2 separate regions of the Mus musculus genome follow, and region 2 is linked to region 1. Evidence: chromatin contacts called from public Micro-C data. All regions are on one chromosome and are shown on one strand. The core of a region is the stretch at or near the end of the contact, and the rest is flanking DNA. Distances in the headings are between cores, read along the strand shown.

Region 1 (2,565 bases), core at 35-2,534:
ATCCAAGCAACATCCTCTGGTTTGCAAAGCCAGTTGTGGACTTCACTGACTGCTCCATCACACCAGCCCTATGATTTGCATATTTTCCAGCTGAGGACTTTGTGTCTAAGTGCCATTTCTTTGTGGTTTCCATTGCTGTGCTTCTGTTGGTCACTATTTTACAAAAAGACATGGTCATTGCTCCTCCCACCCCCTTGCCTATTATGCATCATGATGGTCCTGTCTATGGGATACGTTAACAGGTGCCTCACCACCTGCTCAGCTCTGTAGATGACTCCACAATTTAGCTAACGCACTTTAATTATTTAGGTGACATTTTGCTTTATGTAGTTTTAAGGAGAAATATAAATGAATGAGAGACTTAATTCCATGGTTTCCTCTGTATGATGTATAAAGATGAGACTAATGACCAAGACTCCACTCAGAGCACAAGTTCATCTTCTCCCTTTCCCTTAAAGGCTACCATGTGTTTTAATATTAATTTCTCCCTTATCCATATATCAATAATTGAGTTCTGCATCAATTAATATGCTGGGCAAATTGTATTCCCCGTCCTCTCCTTCACGATGCATTTCAGTAATGGAGATAATTTTCAAGATAAAGTATACAATTTAAAATGGATTAAAAAAGAACAACTAATAAAGGGGAATTGATTCATGGGCAAAATTTTTTGGATAATTTCAGGAAATCTTAGCTGTGCATCTAGCCTGTGCATTTTCTAAGGAGAGCTTGTCAACATGATCAAGTTTTATGCACCCTGCAAAATTTTCCAGGTCTGTAATTGCACAGGATGAGGGAAAAGAAGTAATAAACACACACACAGCGACACACACACAAACACACACACACGCTCGCTCTCGAGCATACACACACACACACACACACACAAGCATACCTACATGACATACATAGAAGAATGCACACTTACACATATGTACACACACTTAAACACATATACACATGCATGCTTGCATTCTCCACATGCAACAAAATCAGCCGTGCTGCTGGGAACATGTGCACAATTCCTTCCCTTGGTTTAAGAAGGCTAAACATTCATGCCAGCAAGTCTTCGGAGCTTTCCATTTGCTGACTGTTGCTGGTGGGGGTTGGCTTTTCTTTTGATTTGATAGACTGGCACACAGGCTTCCAAGGCTATCTGTTCCTTTCCCCCTCCCAGATTCCGATACAAACCCAAGCTGAGAGCCAAGCAAGGCAGACATGGACAGGCAGCAGCTGCTGCAGCAAGCAAGACCCACAGTCTCTAAGCCCGCAGTGACACGATGGAGCCGGTAGATGGCTGTAGACAAGTGTGCTGAGCATGTGGAGCGAAGAGGAATGAGTCTGGGGAGGCCTTGACCTAACTGGATGCTGCTTTTATCTGAAGTACATTTAAAGAGATAAAGGGGAAGCCGGGAGAGGCACATGTTCTTTTCTCTGCAGCTGGAGCTTCGACTTAAAAAAAAAATCTCCGAGTCGCCAGCTCTGTGCTGATATGCTTGCCTCTGAGGATCAACCCTCCAGTAAATTCCTCCAGTAGGGACTTTGGGAATCTCCTCCTCGCTGTCAGGATTTGCTATAGCACCTGCCTTTACTGATCATACCAGGCTATTATTGTTATTATTATTTTTTATTGTTACTGTTATCATTATCACCCTCACCACTAGCGGTCTCAACAGTGTCTGTGTTCCCACTATGCTTGCTGCCTGAAGTACTAGATTTGCTCATGAGACAGCCACCCCAAGAATTCTTACCTAAGCAGTCTTGACTAGAGCGAGAAGAAAAGGCAAGAGTTAGGAAGGGAAAGGAAAGAGGGGGAGGGAGGAGGAGAGGGGAGGGAGAGGAGGAGAGGAGAGAGAGAGAGGAGAGAGAGAGAGAGAGGGAGAGAGAGAGAGAGAGAAGCAAGCAGCCCGGAGCAAGTCACTCCACACACGTTGCCACTGAAGGAATGCTGTCCTGATAAACTCATAAACAATCATAGCAAACCTGGTGTAAGGAAATAAGAGGGACTCTGAGGACTTGGCAGGAAAAGGCAAGAATCTCTACCGAGTGGTTTTCAGTTTTTCTTCCAGATACTCTTGGTGAAGTGAGGAGACTTCTGTTTGCTGACAGAGCCTTTGATTTCTCTTGCAAGATGATGATGTATTTGTGGGTAGGTAGTCTCTCTCTCTCTTTCTCTCTCTCTCTCTCTCTCGCTCTCTCTCTCATTCTCTCTGTCTTTCTCTGATTAATAAATTGACTTCGGGTATAAAAATTGCAGCCTAGAGTAATCGTATTTCGTGTAAGGTGATTATGCCGATGCAGGATAATCTTGCATGGCTACGGTACATGTGCAGGCTTTTCCAGTGGGAGTTAGGCAAGACTTGCTTCATTAGTGCTGAGCTACAATTTTATTTTCACGTGCGAAGGGAAACAAAAAAAAATGTGTGTGTATGTGTGTCCGCACACGTACATGTGGGTACGTGTACAATGTGCATGTGTGGAGTAGGGGAATATGTTGCTTTCTCTCTCTTTTTTTTGAGACATTGGTGGTGAATTCAGAGTAAAGAGCAGATCTAGGAATGTCGT
Region 2 (2,565 bases), core at 22-2,521, 120 kb after region 1:
GTGCTCATTTATAAATGTGGGTGGTTTTTTGTTTGTTTGTTTGTTTGTTTTTTTCTGAAAGTTTCCTCTAGGTATGTTAAAGGATGTAATGTGCTATTGGAAAAAATTATGAGCGACTGAGAGTTTTGTAGTGCCTAGAAAATATGATGGAGCTGCTCTAGAAAGAAGGAAGAGGGAAGACGGGGGGTTAATTTTTACACACTATCAGACTGTCACCATTCACCCCTGCTCTGAGTACACCATGGAAACAGAACGGAGGAAATTGCTACTGTGTCGCTGGAAACATTCCACTCCTTTGAGAAAACCAGACGGATAATTTAATTATTTTTCTCTGTTTCTGAGATGAAAACATGACCTTCCACCAAAGGGACTTCCTGGTCTCTGAAAAAGCAAGCTCATTGGTCCAAGAGAGTTTCCTGGCCAAACTGATAAATATTACATCAAAAAGTTTCAATCAGTCATGTTCAATAGCTGTTTGACAGTGTTTCATAACCCAAATTCACAATGATTTTTTTAAATGTGGTTTATTTATTCAAGTTACATCAGCATTTAAAAACTGGAATGTCTCCCACAGAGATGAAAAAAATGTATGTTTAATGTCAGAGAACTTAATATGAATACCAAGCAAAAACAAAACTTAAATATCTACCAACTGCTCTACAACCTTCCATTTCCTCTAATTCCAGCGTTGGTCAGGAGTTCATTCTCATCTGAGAGAAGGATAACTAGATATGGCAGCCAGCAGTACCCTGGATCCCTCTCAGCTCACAGTTCCAGCATCTCCATCACATCATGATGATTATGATTCTACTTCTAAATTCTATGTCTTTCATGCCACGTGGCCCTGGATTTAGGGCTTACTTAATCTATTTTCACTCAAGGAAAGGGGAAGGCAATGCCATGCTACAGAAGAAGGTGGCCTCCCATCATGGTGCCAAATGGCGGCTGCTAGATAATTGTCTGTGATTTGACCATACATAGTGTACCAGCCTGTGATCACCTTGATTTCAGACCAGTCTCTGGAAAGATGAATATTGTTATGGAGCTATTTCCTTTGTATTGAGAGGCTCACATATGGAAAAAGAAGGGAACTCCTAAGACTTAGATTTCTTAGTCCTGGGAAGCTCTGGGATTTACAAGATCCACAGGGCTCTGACTAAGATCATGCAAACAGTAAACAGGAGACAAGGAGGCTCCAGAGGAGTGTGCCAGCCTTCTGGTGAGCTCTGGGGACGTGGCTTTTCTGAGTCATTGGTGAGGCCAGCTGGAGTGTACTTTCCTGCGATGCAACTGCCTTAGTCATCCATGCTTCTGGAGGTGAGCCCTCACCCATCCCCCTGTATGTAACCCCAGTTAACTCAATGATTCAGCAAACTAGACTTGCATGAAGTCCTTTCTGTGGCCCGACATCTTTGCACTATTTCAAGTGATGAACATTATTTATGCGTCCATACAACACACCAGTTTCCATCAAACAGAGACTAAAACTTCATCTTCTTTCAGTGTAGGATCTTTGCCTGTGGTTTTAGATCGCATGCCATGTGAATGAGGACTGTGGAGTAGTTTTTCGATTATGATTTCCTGAACTGGTCTCACAATCATCATAGATACCAGCTTTCTGTGGCATTTGTAGTCAGTGTCTGGTGTATAATAAATAAATCATAGCAGCCCAAGAACAGACATTTTGCATGGATGTCTTACTGTGTCAGGTTGCTTTCACTTCAAAGGTTCATTCTTCCTCGCGAACATTTCCAGGACATGTGTTCTAGAAATTCTAGTCTACTCATAGTTCAGAGAATGATAAGAAAGGAAGGAATACCTGCCCAACTAAGAAAACAACCTTTCACCCTCCGACTTTGGCAGTGAAGCGCTTCATTCGTCTGTGTTTTATAAAGCATTATCTGTGCCACTGAAAGGATGCAAATTAAAACACCTGCCTGGCACATTGTAGGGAGGGCAAGAAATCATTTGGAAATTTCCAGTATAATGTCTTCTCAGCCAGCAGGTTCCTCTCAGAAGGTGATGTTACTAATTACAAAATGGAAATGTCTGCCTTCTATCTCTTTTCTTTGTAATTCTCTCTCTCCTACCACACACACACACACACAGTAAGAAGTACTTGTGAATTTCAGTTCAGCTCACCATCTATCGAAGCTGGTTATTCCCCTAGAATGGTCCTGCCTCTTAGAGGTGAGATCAGAGAAAGTCAAGATGCTGACGACCAAGACATTGATCTCTCTTCCTGGAAGAGGCTGATTCATCTTCACAGATCCACGAGAACTGGCATCTCAGCGTGTCCAGCGACAAAATGGGTAGAAAATGACAGAATGCAGCTGAGGCTTCTAAGCCTGGGTTTTCTCCTGCGAGGAAAAGGGAAAAAGGCTGGGTGTTCTTTTTGCCATCCTTAGGCAGCCTGTCAGTCATCTAACAGTCCTGTGTGAAGACCTGAAGCCAAGTTTTGAATACTCTCTGTCACTCCTTACTGCTGATCTCATGAAAGACACTGGTGAATATTCAGCTAGCAAAAGGAAAAAGAAAAAGAAGAAAGAAAAGAAAAGAATGTTC

The links. Hi-C and Micro-C count contacts between places; a contact is called where the count stands out from the background.
Region 2: a contact with region 1 is called in a Micro-C map of muscle stem cells, with 5 times the contacts expected there. The contact joins two enhancer-like sites. A contact is called at or near these places in 1 of 15 datasets of contacts at CTCF or cohesin (the NIH/3T3 cell line), 13 of 484 Hi-C or Micro-C datasets (3T3-L1-derived adipocytes, the C2C12 cell line, the N1E-115 cell line and 9 more) and 4 of 115 datasets of contacts at active chromatin or transcription factors (embryonic fibroblasts and embryonic stem cells).

The regions. Positions count from the first base shown.
Region 1 is chr16:6,838,512-6,841,076 of GRCm38.p6, forward strand. It overlaps a transcript of Rbfox1 not described here. Among named protein-coding and RNA genes, the nearest start is that of Rbfox1, 230 kb to the right of the region's middle. Within about 2 kb of position 1,285, at least 12 of the 459 cell types and tissues checked have an H3K27ac peak or open chromatin away from gene starts, as enhancers often do. A contact at or near this core is called in cortical neurons and muscle stem cells, where this site is marked.
Region 2 is chr16:6,962,455-6,965,019 of GRCm38.p6, forward strand. It overlaps a transcript of Rbfox1 not described here. Among named protein-coding and RNA genes, the nearest start is that of Rbfox1, 110 kb to the right of the region's middle. Within about 2 kb of position 1,272, at least 55 of the 459 cell types and tissues checked have an H3K27ac peak or open chromatin away from gene starts, as enhancers often do. A contact at or near this core is called in cortical neurons and muscle stem cells, where this site is marked.